Regions from separate parts of the Gossypium hirsutum genome. Here regions 2, 3 and 4 are each linked to region 1. Evidence: chromatin contacts called from public Hi-C data. All regions are on one chromosome and are shown on one strand. Each heading gives the region's core, a stretch centred on a gene start, on an enhancer-like site or on the middle of the called end of the contact. The rest is flanking DNA. Distances are from core to core; before and after follow the strand shown. Region 1 holds the start of LOC107912587 (protein PHOX1). Region 2 holds the start of LOC107897925. Region 3 holds the start of LOC107897924. Region 4 holds the start of LOC107897923 (calcium uptake protein, mitochondrial).

Region 1 (3,911 bases), core at 600-3,099:
CAGCCTCACAGAACCCTGGGATTCTGCTGATATTTCAGCCAATTTCAACTCTTCATCACTGGTGATTGTGACTAAATCACCTTCTTCATCTCTGTATTTGACAAGAACTGCTCTCAAACTAGGAAATCGATCATGAATTACTTCCCTTAGTTGCAGAAGGCTGCAATTAAGTGGTAACTGAGCGCATCTTATATCTTCACCCAAAATCAACTTGACAGTCTTCTTTGGTTCTTCCGCTTTACTGCTAATTTTCTCCTCTATAACCAGTTTATCCTCAGCCTTCTTTTCCTCTACATTTCCATCAACCTCCTTCTCCTCAATTCGATCCGCAGCCTTGTTATCTTTAGCTTTACTGATCTTCTTCTTGTTCTTCTTCTCGGTTTTCTCTTCGACAACTTCCGGAATTTGTGAATCCCTTGGAGGTTCAACAGATTCTTCAGCTTTACAGATCTTTTTCTTGTTCTTCTTCTCTGTTTTCTCTTGGACAACTTCCGAAATTAATGAACCCTTTGGAGGTTCAACAGATTCTTTAGCTTTGCTGATCTTCTTCTTGGTTTTCTCTTTGACAACTTTCGGAGTTTTCGAAGTACTTGGAGGTTCAACGGATTCTAGAAGCAATTCAACAGGTAAACCTTCTTTCTCAAGTGAGCTTCTTACCCTTTCTGAAATCTCTAATGCCATGACATTATTAGGCTCCATGTTAAGAACTGTATTAACATCTCTGAGAGCTAATTCCAGCCTATTCAAAGATTCGTAACACCTGGCTCTCTTTACAAGTGCCTTGCTATACTTGGGAGTAACCTCTAATGCCAAATCACACTCATGGATAGCCTTGGGGTACTCACTCAATCCCATCTGCATATAACATGCAGCAATATTAGTCCTAAGATGGCATACATCTATGTGATTCTTTGGAAGCAATTTGAGAGCCTTCTCATATGTCAACATTGCTCCTTCATGGTCCCTTTTCTGAAACAGTTTGTTCCCCTCTTCTTTCAGTTCTTGAGACATGGCAATGAAAACTGCCGTGTCTGAATCATATGATTTCGAACTATTGTCTCCAACTTTCTTTTGCTTCACATTATTATCCCCTGTTTGCTTCTTGTGCTTTCCACTATGCTTCCCCATTGTAAATCCAACCCCAACTATATTACGTGACTCAATCCAGAAACCCTGACCAAGAAAACAAATCCCTACCCTGGTCCTGAACTAACTTCTTACACAAGTTTAAAAAAGCTCAACCCCAGTAGCTAAAACCACAAGCAACCTCCCACCACCAAAAAGACCTTAAAACACTTAAAAACTTTTTACAACTTTTAATATGAATAAAGATTCAAAAACCAGTTCAAATACAGCAGATATGACAAGCACACCAAAACAAAAGCTCTTAGACACCTAAAAAGAATTAAAACCCAGATACCAAAATGGGAATAGAAAAAATATATATTATCTTTACCACCTCAAAACTAGAAGCTGTCAGCCCTTAACGAAGTATTAAGAAATCCCAGTTGAGAGAGAAACAGAATAATAGGCAGGCTCAGTTTCAGCTAGAAAGATAAGACCTTGATGCAAAACCAAAAATAAAGAAGGAAATTAGAAGGCAAGGGATTATTTATGTAGGGGAAATGAGGTGTGGAACTTTTCCAGGAAAATTGAAAAAGATAATGTTTTTGTGAGAAAATGGAATATGTGTGTGTTGTAGGGAGAATACGGAAGAAAAGAAAACAGACCAACGTTTTCTGTTTTATATTTTAGTGTTGCTCTTTTTTTTTTTTCTTTTTTTTTACAACGTGAATTTCAGCTTAACGTGAACGCCACAAAAAGCTTTCTTTGTGTGTGTGTGTGTCTGTGCGTGTTTTTTTTTTTTTTTCCTCCTCTATATTTCAAACGCAAATTGCTTTAAGTTTTTTTTTTTAAATTCAGAAAAAATAAAAAGGACCCATTTTCCAAGGGATTCCAGGTTCCTTGGCTATGTTTGATAAAACGGCCAAAGGCAGAGATTTTTTTTTTTTGACTATTGGCACCTTCATTTGTCATTAAAGAATAAACTTGTCAGCTTCTTTAGATTTTGCTACTTCCAATCCAAATAATTATAAAAATCTAATTATATTTATTTAGTAATAGCTTAATAAATTTGGTTTGAAGTTTTATAAATTTTAATCCTAAAGGTTGAATCGTTGATGTATGTAGGAAAAATATACAAAACAATTTTTTAAAATTATTTATGAAATAAATAAATAAATATTAAAGCAATAAAAAAGAATAGTAAAACACGTGGCAAAGGTTCAGAATTCCTTAGCTTGAAAGTTGAAGGGCAGGTTGGCAGAAGTCATGTTTAAAATATATGATAAAATAGAAATGTTTGTCTTGTAATTTCAACCACATATATAAGTAATAAATAAAAAGCGTGAAGTGTGGTGGGTCTGAAGCAACTTCCAAAGCAAGTTGGAGTGCAAACGGTAAACGGCAAGACAAGTGTTGTTGGAAAGTGGTAAGAAAGATTCCTACAGAAACGTGATGTTGACTATTTACTTTTGTTAGGAGTCACCGCCACAATCCCAATGTCCTCCGCCCTCCTTCTCTACGCAACTCTGAAAATTTCAAATTTTTTCCTTGAATGATAAAAAAATTCCGTATTGTAAATCCTTGAAATTATCTTTTTCATTCAAGTTCACATCATCTTTTCCATTGAAGCTCGTGATGTGATAACTAATGCGATGGACATAATAAATTAATGATATGGTAATAAAAGTAGTGTTATATATTAGTAATTATCAACTCAAGTCCTATTAGGGATTCGAGTCTTCGATCCATGATCTAGATAGGTTCCACCTGAATATTAGGTGCAAAGCGAGCTACGAGAGGATAGCAAGGCGAGCTCCCGAGCCTTACTTGTAGAGCAAGTTCACAAACTCAGCACGCAAGGCAAAGCCAAGGACTCAGCTCGTAACACAAGACCACAGACCCAACTCGTAGGGACCTAAGGAGCTTGCAAGTAGGGGCCACATGCTCCGTTATGTTTAGCGGGTACGAAGCCTGCCTAGAATGTCAATCCCAAGAACAGAAAGGATCGTTTGTCCTATAGACACGTGCTCAGCAAACTTGGAGTTCGCAGAGAATGTCAGTATTAGAGACAGAAAATGTCAATACTAGAGATAGCAGAGTCAAGACAAAATAGTGAGGTCCTATCATAAGCTATAATAACATCTATAACAACATGTATAAATACCCGAACACTCCTATCAATAACATACGAGAAAATATTACTCAACAATTGGTGCAGTGAGCGTAGACGAACTTCTAATCATCAAATTTTTTGAAGTTTGATTAAGTTTTCTTCAATTTTCGAAGCAAATGGCTCACTAGAGTGAAAATTTCCCTCTTAACTCTTCACCAGGATAGGTCAGAGCGTTAGGTTTTGGCGACCGGCACAACAAAACAGACTTATTCACCAGATGGTTCACCGATAGACCAGAAAACCTCGACAACACAATTTATTGAGGAGCTTTTAGTCCTTTAGACTTGAATATTTCTACCAGTCAAGGGTTGTCACTCCCTTTCAACCAAGAGGTACCCCCGTAGCAGTTCTTGACCCTTCAGGAGTAAATGAGACTTATGAGAGAGTAGATGGTTGTTCAAGAGGCACAATTCGAACAACAATAAGCTATTCAACATGAGCTGTTGAAGTAGAACAAGGAGCTATAAAGAAAGGTACATTCTGATAACTCTAGTTTCTAGGATAATATAAACACGTAGAACGAGGCCCCAGGCACCCAGGCTAAGGAATGGTAGAACGAGATAGACAAGTTACGAAGAGATGTACGAGCATTACACCCTGAATCGCAAGACATGGATTAACTGTTCTGCTCTAATAACCCACTGACCTACCAAGTGACCTCAAGGTCCCGAAA
Region 2 (3,911 bases), core at 614-3,113, 450 kb after region 1:
TTTTCCTCCATATTACAATAATTGAAACAAATTGATATTTGTAGGGTAATTTCTCCCTTGAAGTCATCTTTGGTGGGGGGTAAATAAGAATGTTGTGAAGTCTTATGGCGTTGCAGATTAGATAGGACTTAGGAGGTCGGAGCTTTTAGTGGGTTTGAGATAATGCCATTTATTTTCCCTTTTTAAAACAAACAACTTAGCTGTCACATAATTGCGCCACTTGAGATTTTAAATATAATATGAAAAAGGACATAATTACGAAATTGAATTCCCAGCCAGGCCCCTTTCTTTCCTTGTAGTTTCAATTTCAATGAAATTATATGTTTTTTCTCTTCTCTTCTCATTTAATTCCCTATTAATAAGATCCTTAACATTTGTAATTAATTAGGTTTTTTTTTTCTCTTAAAAGGGTCCAATGTTCTGTATGTTCAAGGGGGTTATCTTCTACTTCCAGGCCTAAAATTCCGTCAAATTAACCAGTATAAACAAATAAATACCGCCAACCATTTTGTCCAATTCCGATACCTGCATCATAAACAAGTGAAGGATATTAAAATCAAATTAGACTTAAAGAAAATAATAAATAAAGGAACCGGAATTTTTTAAAAATAAATTACTGGAAATATTTGAAAACGTTGAACGGCAGGAAGAAAATAAAACAAACGGAAGAAACTGCTGGAATGGAAAACAGGAAAAAATCTATGACGAAATAGATAAGGAACTGCAATCGAATGGAACGGTGTTTGCAGAGCTAATCCAACGGAAGAAACAAAAATTATAACGAATCAATGTGGAGATCTGGAATGGGATTTTTGAATAAGAGTTAATTTGATTAGATTGGATTAGATTAGTGATTTTTGGAGAGATTTTAAAAGTTCGTTTTAAGTCCAAAAGCTCCTCAAATTTGCCATTGGCTGCAATATGAGTGTATTTACACCAACAAACTATATGATAATTACTTCCTCGAACCGGGACAATACTAGCTCAAATCCGTCCGAATCCTGTCTAAAATCTCCAACATCGTCGCCGGAATTTGACTTCACAGCCACCGACCGCGGCGTTAATCCGAAGCTCGATCTCAGATCACCGGAAAATCTCGGAGACGACCTAAAAGCGTTAAAAGATTACACATACCGCATACGAAACCTTCATAAGTTTTCGGCTTTTGACATCACGGATAGCCGGCTAGGCCTAGGATGGAAAGCTTCACGGCGACGCTGCTGGTGAGAGGAAGGTCTAATCAAAGCCGACAAAGCTCTCCTAACCAGATCTCCTTCGACACCACCGATTCTCACGAGCGAGTTCGTCATCGCAGATCTACGCGCGTTAAGCCGATTACTCGGCGCGTAACCTGTCCCGGCGTGCGAAGTATTGAAGCTCTTATGAAGACTGCAACGGAACGATCCCGGATGCGTTGTAGGTGAACACATGCAAGTCCGCTTCGTCTGTTTGCTCTGTAAATTCTTCAACGCCTCAGTGGTTCTCCGGACGGTGGTGATTGAACGGTTCGGTGAGATCGGACGGTTGTCGAGCGAGAACCGCACAGATGACGCTGATGAAGAGTTTCTGTGCAGGTTAATACGTGGTGGAGAAGTAGATCTGGGTTGATTGAAGAAAGTTGAACGTGAAGAGAAACCTGAACTGGAATAGGCGAAAGCGGAGGAGGAAGAAGAAGATGGAGAGTGTGACTGTGAAGCGTAGAAAGAAGTAAACCGGGAAGATGGGGAATGAGATCGGAGAACCGGACCACTAGACCTTCTAGAAGAAGCCGCCATTTTTTATTAAGCTGTTACAGAAAAGAATAGAGGTGTTATTTGAATTTCTAAAATGTAGAGTTTGGCTGTTTAGTTGGGCAAACCTAGCTTCATTCGAGCCATGTATTTATAGGGTGGGTTGGGAATATGACGATAATTTTCAAACTTGGGATTCTAAATTCTTGGCTTTTGAGCTTCTGCCCCTAAACTTTTCTTTATTTATTTTCATTGCTCTTTCGTTATTATTACTATTCTTTGTGGCTCACACGTCATTTTCTTCCTCTCATTTTCCCATTCATGACTTTTCCTTTTAAAAAACCAATTTGTTTCTAGTAAATACGCTATGGTTGCTAAAGGTATATAATATTTTTAAATAATAATTATATATCTGATAGTAAATTTAGATTTAAGAGAGATCATGCAGATAGAGTTTAGCTTAAACATTTTTTCCTAACATATAAATTATGAGTTATGGGTAGAAATATGCGTTATAAAAATATATATTATTTTAATGAATAAATATATATCATAAGTTAACATTTTGATTAGGATTTGAAATTTAAAAAAATATGAATTTAAGCATCAAAATAGTGTATGCAACTATTTCACTATTTTATTTGGTAAAACGCGTGTAAATTAACTCACGTTCATTTTCCCCAAACATTTTCTAAAAATTTATAAATTATTTTATATATTCATCTACAAATTCTATCTCACGCGTATGTGGAAATCATAAATATAAAAATATAAATACCTATTTAAAAATAACACAGATAATGAAATGTATAATTTAAAATTAATTAATAATAGCACATGAAATATTTACGTTATTAAAATTAAAAAATTAGATTAAATTGTTTATCATTTGAGTTGATGTCGAGTTAATTTGTGATATCAACCCCATCAAATACATTATTAATATATAAAACTAATTGGGTAATAAAGTGTGCATAATAAAATTAAAATATATAAAAAATCAAAATCTAATTTTATTTGAGTGGTAAATTAAAGGTTTTATTAATGTAATTGAAATGAATTTAAATTTAACTATATACATATAATTTTCCTATTTTTATTTGATTTTTTAAAGTGAATTTTTAAAATACTCTCGAATAATATTAATTATTTTAATTACAAAATAGTATTAACTAACTTCCTGACTAAATTAATAATTTGTTTGAGAATGACACTAATTCAATCAAGAATTTTATTAATAATATATATACATATAATTATAGTTTTGGCAAAATTCATATGTAAAATTATATTAAAACTTAATTAATATTGCCGATATATATGAGGGGAGTAAATGAGAAATGAGAAAGTGGAAGGAGTGACAGGCAGAGCAGAGTTCAAAAACTTTATTATCGAAATAATAGACTTCAACCAAGAGCAAATCCTCATCTGAGGTTACCATATGAGGTATTAATGAGCAATGTTAGATTTTTATGGGGACTGGTGTTGATGCATTAGGTATAATAATGTGCGACATAAATCATGTCTTGAGTTCACGATTTGGGGCCTTTTTTCGAAGCAAGTGAGCAGGAAATCTCTATTGCTTAGGGGATCCAAATTGTTCTTTGAAGTAGTGATTTGGGGTAAAGATTCTCTATTCCCCTACCATACATAACACTAATCATTCTGAGAATTCCGGGCTTAACATTACTTTTTGTATAAAAAAGAATGGGAGAAATGATTCAAACAACATTAAAAACTTGCCACATTTTAGCCAAAAACATTTAAAACAAAAAAACAAAATCCCACTTAAATTGTAAAAAAACCACCATTTGTGAAGAATTGTTAGGTGAATTTTTTTAGACAAAAACCCTAAACCAATTATCAACCCTAAGTAAGTAATTTTTATGATTGTAAATCTTATTTTAAATTTTTTAGGTTATAAATGTTTGACATTGTTTTTTTAAGAAAAAAAATGTAAGCTAAACTGTTACGTAAATTTAGCTGGTGTAAGAATGATAATAGATTTTTGAAAATGTTAAGTGTGTTTGATATATTCCTGATAATATTAGCATAAATTTCTATTGAGTAGTATTGTTTGGCTTAGTAGATGATAGGTGTTATAAATTTTTGTATATGTTTGGTAAAAAATTACAATGTCTAATAAATAGTTGCAAAATAATCTTGTGAATATTTCATGTA
Region 3 (3,911 bases), core at 747-3,246, 360 kb after region 1:
TAAACCATAAATGGGTTAGATATACCTCATTATCTTTTATAAAGAAAATAGGTCAGGTCTATAGTTTGCTAAGATCATGTTAGGTATATCTAAATCCTCAACATATTGACTTCTGAAATTTCAATATTCTAAATCAAATCAATATATAAATAAATTAAATAATGCAGCATGGACAAAGCTTTTGCTTTTTCTAGGGACTATCAATTCCAAAATTGAGAGTTAATTTGCTGAATGGCAACCCTTTAGTTTCTTTATTTTGATGAAACTATATTATATAATGTCATTGTACAATGCTTTCGGCTCCTCCAATAGCACAAGTAATTTTGCAAAATTAAATTATCGCAAATTATTATCGTTTTATATGTTTCACTATCTACCTTTCAATTAACAATTGATACATTTGCTAATTAAGAAACGCGGGAAAAAAAGTGAAGATTTTTCTTGATAATGGTGTCAAAAAAGGAAAACATAAATGCTATATTTAAATGAAATTGGTGATTTTTCTTTTTCTTTTTTCCTTCTTTCAGCAGTCCGCACAAACTCTTTTCTTTTCCAGAAAAGGACAGAGGCAAATGAAGAGCGCTAACACCAGTGTCTGCTTGATTGAATTCTAAAGTTTGAGGTTGGAGTTGAAAAAAATTAGTGTTGGGAAAATTTTGTTTGATTCAATTCCAAATTTGAACAATGATACCTAAAGATCTCATTAAAGAAATGATACAGCATTAACTTCGTTGAACCTTAAGGCAATTTTAATATCTATATATTGTTTTTAAAAAGACCGATTAGTCGGGTCGATTGGATTAGAAATCAATCAATTCAAAATAAAGAGTTGAATCAATATGTTTTATTTTTTAAAAATTATAATTTTTTAGATAATTTATTCAATTATATTAGGCAAACTAATTAAATTAAAAATTAATGGTATAACCAGTTGGACTATTAATCAGAATTTAAAAACCTTGTTTCATAAAAAAAAAGAAAAAAAAGTGAATTAGAACTTTTTATAATTTAAATTCAGTGCACCCCAAAGCAGTCTAAAAGAAACAGATGGAGACATAAAATTTGATACGCTTTACCCACCCTTGCATTTCTCCTCCATAAATACTGCTTTCTTAGCTGCCTCTTTATTATTTTGAAATGCTTTATTCGGTCCACTACCCAAATTTGATTAATTCAACCAAAATACTAATAATTGCGTTCAGCATGCATTAAGTTATAAATTGACTATATTCATGTTAAGTGTATATTCCTATATTCGGGTTAAAGCTGTTGTGTTTCATATGCTTAAGGATATCCTTTTTCAAACCTCTATCTGAATTTTAGGTCCTTTTCACCGAAATTCATACATACCTGCTCACTAAAAACATGTTTTCCCACAGATCCCAGATACAATATATATGATTTTTAACTGTTTATGATTGGCTCATCATTTTTGGGTAGGTTATTGAATTAAATAACCTTCAATGTCACCATTTTTGTTGGTCCTTGTAGCTTTTAAGCTCTACACTAACCATTGCTCATAACAGTGACCAAATATCAATAGCTTTTAAGCTCTACACTAACCATTGCTCATAACAGTGACCAAATATCAATAAATCACAGTTACATCTTTTAATAGCGTCGAACTAAAATTTCATCACAAGAAATCTAAAATTTTTGTGAACGTACGGTTCTTCCAAATGAATCAGTGTGTTAACTGAAACAGGCAAATTAGGTAGGCATAGCAAAGATTAAATTCTGAGATAAAGAGGCTGTTGGTTGAAAGTTATGGGCCATATTTAAGCAACCATTCCCTATCATGTTTATGGGAAAAAGGTCAGCCTAGCCTACATCATTAAGTCCTTTTTGCCAGCGCCTTAAGCTTAACGCCAATATGCACCTGTAATCCAGACCTAGAAAAAGGAGAAAAAGTTTATTGTAATGCCCAAAGGAACCCTACAATAAAAAAACAAAAATAAAAAAACAAGGTGGGTAAGTTCCTAAAGACATTTATATTTCACTATTTCATTTGGTGTCATTCTCAAATTTCTATTAGAGCAACCAGAGAGAGAGAGAGAGAGTTCACAATCCCTATACACCCACCACATTTATTTACTCTTTCACCTTTCTTATCTCTTTTTTATATATACCCCCTTGGAGGGTTGGACCACCCACGTGAAACCATTACAACACCGCAAACCTCCAATCTTTTCAGCGTCCTATGGCATAAGCCAAGCTCCATTGCCATGGATTGGTACTCTTGGTTGTCAAAAACTGCCCTTGAGCCCTCACTTATCTATGACTATGGCCTTGCCTTCTCCCGTAATGAGCTTCAAAAAGAGGATTTAGCCTACTTCAATCATGAGTTTCTTCAGAGCATGGGCATATCAGTTGCCAAGCATAGGCTTGAGATTCTCAAGCTTGCTAGGAAGGAAGTTGGAGAAACCCCTAATAGCCTGTCCAAGCTCATTTTGGCAATCAACAAAACCAGAAAGAGCTTTAACAAGTATGTTAACAAGTTGGTTCACCATGAGAATAACTCGATTAAGCTGCTGCCGGAGCCGGGTCGTTATCGAGATCAGTGGAGAGGAGGATTGACAAGGAAGTGCAACAGTGAGAAGGAGGTGAACATTGAGCAGCCAGTGCGGAGAACCAGGAAGATAGCAAAATCTGGCCCCCTGGATTGTAGAGTACAAGAGAAGTTGCTTGCCCCTCCTAGGAGCCTAAAATTGTCAGGGCCACTAGACAGAAAAATGCAGGAGAATCTGGTGTTCAACTATAAGAGCCCTGTGACATCTGGTCCTATTGATATTGCAATTGCACAAGAGAGGTTGATTCTCACAACAAATAGGAGCCCAAAACTATCAGCACCTCTTACTTATGTAAGACCTCCAAGCCCAAAGATTCATGGTGACTACTACAAGGAAAAGACAGGCAGGGACTATGGTGATCAGACATTATGGGCTGCAATGTTTCAGGACATGAAACCCACTTGACTTCACGACATGTCTTTCATAGTTTTCAGTGGAAAGGTAAGATACATGTCATTCAGATGTTTCCTTCCACTCAGAGGGGCTTCCCTATATGCCTTTGCATCTGAACCTGATTCTGATATAAGGTTAGGGTGTCCCAAAATTAGTATACTAAAGTCGTGTTGGACGGTTTTATTTATCATCAACACGCATCTCATAGTTTTATACTCATTTTGAGTTCATTTCAGCTAAATTTTCGAAATTTATGGTTTGGTAGGATGTTTTTGAGTTGTAAAATCCTTCATTTTGGAAACCTTCATGTCCTTGTAATGAAAAAAGAAAAATAAACCATAGATTGTGTGCTGTGAGCTTTCTTCTAATTTCTGAGTTTGCAACTGTTTGGGAACAAGTTCCTGAACCAACTATTCTTAGTTTCATTTGCTGATATCCTGAGCAATGGTATGAAAATGAGCAGTAATACAAGGAACCAGATTCTTCTAGGTGATTTCCATATTTTCAGTAGTGTAAGAACGCTGTTCTATGTTGCTTGAAAGTAAAGTTTTGAGGTGCAGACATTAACTAGCTGCTTCACAAGTAGCAAACAAGTTTGATTTAGCTGCTCTGTAAAACAATAGTGTTATATTTCATCTGCCTGCAAGTGTCTCAAAAGTTGCGATCATTACCAACCTCTCTTATTCAATTTAACTAAATGTTGGTAACTCTCGGCATCTACATTCTTTAAATTCTTGTCTATAAATACAAATATAACTTTCTGTCTGTTCATTTAAACAAAGGGGCCACAGCCTACTGGCACATATAAAAAGCATGGTTAAAGGCTACACGTTTGCTTGTTTTGCAAGGATCCAGAGTTTTGATAGAACTTGGCAAAAGCTGATCAAAAGCCTGTTGAAAAGTTGTAGAACAGTTGGGATTTGGAGTTTTATTGCATTTGCCTTTGGT
Region 4 (3,911 bases), core at 957-3,456, 310 kb after region 1:
CAAGAAGCAACTGATCTGCCTTGTTTGACTCAGTAAAGTATATATATCTTCCAATACATTGTAAGATGATGATCATCTCACAAATCAAAGGAAACAGCTTTGAATTGGATCATTTTGCTGCACAACTTAGCAGGCAAGATATCAATCCCTTCGACTCTGCTTTAGGCTGAGAGTCGTCCCGTTCACGTCTCTGTACTACTTTCACAAACTCATCTGAGCTTAAACTCCCATCTCGATTTGTATCGAACACATGGAATATTATGTCTACCACGTTATCAGTTAAGGATACTTCACATACCTTCAACAGTTTCCCAACAACATGCACCATTAGTATTCACAAAAGAATAATAGGTAATTAAAATGTCAAAACATCTAAGCACCCCATTTACTTGAACTAAGATAGTTTGCAATACATACTTTGGATGCAGCTCTTTGGAAATCCTTCTTGGTTAACACCCCATTTACTTTTCCATAACTGAAAATCGCTAGCGAAAACGGTTGAAGCTTTTTTCGTAGCTCAGCAAAACTTTTGAATTCTTCAAAAGTAATCCGCACATCTTTAAGATGTGACTCCTTGTCGATTTCATCAACACGATCCAGCAGCTTACTTATGTCGCTAATATCAGCAGAGGCCACCAACGACAATGCGAAATCTTTAGCTGATATTGTTCCATGTACCTTGTAGTCGTAATGGGAAAACTCCAACTTCAAAATCTACAACATTCAAAGGTAGAAATCAGTTGCTTGCTTTCCAAGTAATAAGTCAAACTGATTGTTTTGAGTGACACATACTTCCTCATGTAAATCTCTTAAAAACTGGACAAATGTGTCGTGCTTTAGACAAGTCTTGCCATCTTGTCCGAAGAAATACTCTACCAAGCCCCCATTTTCTACAGGCTCTGCAACTTTAAGGCCAAGTCTCAGTCCATCCCTGTGGCGAGCCGCTTGCTTATTTTGTGATCGCATCAATGTCATCACTTTCTTGAATTCTTCCCTATCTATTTCTCTGTTTGTAATCAAAATATTATTATTGTTAGTATTTTGTCAAACAAGTGAGCATCGAACCTTGTTAGAAGTAACACACACCCGTTATGGTCAAGGTCGAACATTTTAAAAGCAACTGAGAAGCTTGATTCAGGGATGCTAAGAAGTGTAACAAAGAAGATGTACCTGCAAGTGTGACACAGGAGAAATGATTACGGACGAGTTAATTATAGTGTATTACTATTAGATATGAATAAACAGTTGGAAACTTACTCTGGAAAAGAGATGAGTCCATCATTGTTGGTATCAAAAAGCATGAAAAATTTGGAAGGGGGACAATGTAACTCCCCAGGCTTTACCCATTCCCCTCTCAGAGAACCCTCTCGAACACGATTTGATCCCGAGGGAGGAAATACAGGGACCAGTGCCCGCATCAAATCCCCCGGTGTCATAAGAACATCTCCTTCCGGAGTGCTATACGATGCAAAGTAATCGAACACCTGATTCATAGACACAATTCTTAGTTAAATGGCATTTTATTTTGGTTCTCAGATTATCTCTAAGCACTTGCCTAATAGAAAATATTATGTAATCAACATTGTAAATGTTTTTTTTTTTTAAACCTTTTCAGGGGGACTTTGCAACCTTATGCGTTTCTCATAATTGAAGAAGACTCTTCTCCTGTATGATTCTGAAACATTAATTTAAAAAGAGAAAAGATTAAACACGTAATTTCCAGCAAAGGATTTAAAATCGATGCTTCATCAGTTCAACAAGACTACCTCCAAAGAGATACTTGGATTTCTTGTCGGGAATCCCATGTTCGAACTGATCAGCAACGCTATCAGGGGCCCATGTTGCCCCATTAGGGGCATCCGCAAAAGAAACCCAATAATTGCTATCAAAAGAAGACCGAGAAAAGTAGCAAAAGCCTAAAGTAGAGCCAGCAATCAAAACCCCAGTAGAGACTGATCTCAACAGTTGGTCTCCCCCACTGTTTTTGTCACCGGCGGCAGTGGACCCACCAGCAGAGGAAGGTTTCTTCAACAAGCTCAAAAATGAAGAAGAAGAGTCCTTTGATTGGTTAAACACCGGACGAACACTATTCGACCGTTGATTAGCAACCACTTGTTTGATTAATGGTGAGGATTTCCTGAGAGATGGCAAAGAGAACATATTACGGTTTCGCTTATCGTATGCTTTGGGTGAATCGGTGCTATTTTGTTTTTGGTGATGATAATAGAATTTATAGAAAGTTGGGATAATTTTGACCGAGAAAATTGGCGGCCGATTTTGATTACTACTATAATACCATATGGTTAATATTCGATGATTTTGTTCGTTTCTCCATTTTAGATCCGATTTTCTCTCTTACCAAGCGAACATGATCATTTTCATTAACTGACAACAGGAAAAAATCTGTCGGAATAAAGCTTATCCCTTTTATCTCAACCCATTCCCGATATGTTTGGTTTGTTAAACTGGAATAAAGCTTAATTGAATGATTATTCTCTATAAATTCCAACATAATTTGTAAAACCATAATGCATGTCTACACGTAGAGCCAACATTCCAAAATTTAACATCAATACTTGGTTACAAATGTATAATAAAATAATAAACAAAAGATTAGCCTTTGATTTACATGACCTTTTAATAGTCAAGCTGATTTAGCTATATGAGAAAGATGAATAAGTGAGAAATGAAAACCCTAATCAGCCACCATCTAAACTTATGGTTGGAAACATGCTTTTATATCACAAATAATTACATCTACAGCATACTCACATTTCACTGTCCTATCCTAAAGTTGCATCTCGTCCCCTAAAATCACTACCACAGCCATAACCATAACCTTTAATTTGTGGAAATAAACATTCTCAACCATACTAATCACATAAAAAGTGGAAAACTTAAAAACAAAATCAAAAAAAAAAGTGAGCATTTTCATTCGAAGAGCAAAAAAAAACTTACTCAGCGCAATCACCTAAAGCTAAATTTAATTTTTTTAGAACTTTTCTTGAATGAGCATTTTAGAGCTAATACTTTTACTTAATTCATGAACAACTGGGTAAGAATTGGAGTAATTACACGAATAATTATACCAAAATCTAATTATCTTATGGCTTTCCAAACACTCATACATGATTTAACTTTAAAAAAGTATTTTTTTATACAAGTTTAAGTTATGAAAATTATATTATAAACATAAACAAGTATGAATGGTTGTGATGGTTATGACAAAAATTTCTAAAGTTATATTATAAATCCTAAAAAATTATATTATAAAAATAATGTGTGTATATTTTATAAAGTTATAGCAAAAAATAATATAATATAAACCCTAAACGAAATTCTAAAGTTATAGCCAAAAAGTATATTATAAAAAATAATTTGGGTTCTATAAGAAGTATTATAATATACTTATTTATAAAAAGTTATAGCTAAAAAATATGTGCATAATTTATTTATTTGTCCATGCTATATAAATTATAAAAACTAATATACTTATGTATAAAAAAGGTGTTCAAAAGTAATTTTCTAAAGTTATGATAAAAAATTATATTATTTATAAGAAGTATTATGAAAATTGCTGAAAACTTTTATAAAGTTTATATACTATATATTATTTTTACTTATTTTATGTATAAAAAAGATTATAACATAGCTTAATTTTTTTTCCAAATTAAGTTTATATAAGTTTTTTATAATTAAAATTACAAAATATTTGCATAATGAACCCAAATAATATGTGGTAGATGCTAGGTATTCAAAAAAAAGTAATCTTACACCATGTTATGGGGTACGATACCATTTGAGAAATTAGAGCCAAGCACTAGAGGTAACTCGCAAACTCTTTAATTTGATACATTCAAAGCTTTAAAATGTGGTTGACAGGACATTTGTTGTTCTAAAAAAGATTTCTC

The links. Hi-C and Micro-C count contacts between places; a contact is called where the count stands out from the background.
Region 2: a contact with region 1 is called in a Hi-C map of leaf, with 1.9 times the contacts expected there. The contact joins the promoter of LOC107897925 here to the promoter of LOC107912587 in region 1. A contact is called at or near these places in 3 of 34 Hi-C or Micro-C datasets (all in leaf).
Region 3: a contact with region 1 is called in a Hi-C map of leaf, with 2.6 times the contacts expected there. The contact joins the promoter of LOC107897924 here to the promoter of LOC107912587 in region 1. A contact is called at or near these places in 3 of 34 Hi-C or Micro-C datasets (anther and leaf).
Region 4: a Hi-C map of seedling shows a contact between it and region 1, with 2.2 times the contacts expected there. The contact joins the promoter of LOC107897923 here to the promoter of LOC107912587 in region 1. A contact is called at or near these places in 2 of 34 Hi-C or Micro-C datasets (leaf and seedling).

Annotation. Positions count from the first base shown.
Region 1 is chrD08:24,425,949-24,429,859 of Gossypium_hirsutum_v2.1, forward strand. It overlaps LOC107912587 (protein PHOX1), which reads right to left and starts at 1,850. Exons shown (of 3, transcript XM_016840833.2): 1 at 1-1,850. The coding sequence starts at 1,128.
Region 2 is chrD08:24,873,606-24,877,516 of Gossypium_hirsutum_v2.1, forward strand. LOC107897925 reads right to left here and starts at 1,864. Exons shown (of 1, transcript XM_016823532.2): 1 at 1-1,864. The coding sequence starts at 1,775. The coding sequence ends at 1,149.
Region 3 is chrD08:24,789,737-24,793,647 of Gossypium_hirsutum_v2.1, forward strand. LOC107897924 reads left to right here and starts at 1,997. Exons shown (of 1, transcript XM_016823531.2): 1 at 1,997-3,331. The coding sequence starts at 2,226. The coding sequence ends at 2,975.
Region 4 is chrD08:24,736,458-24,740,368 of Gossypium_hirsutum_v2.1, forward strand. LOC107897923 (calcium uptake protein, mitochondrial) reads right to left here and starts at 2,207. Exons shown (of 7, transcript XM_016823530.2): 1 at 1,767-2,207; 2 at 1,608-1,675; 3 at 1,258-1,484; 4 at 1,087-1,170; 5 at 793-1,006; 6 at 418-714; 7 at 1-298. The coding sequence starts at 2,160. The coding sequence ends at 110.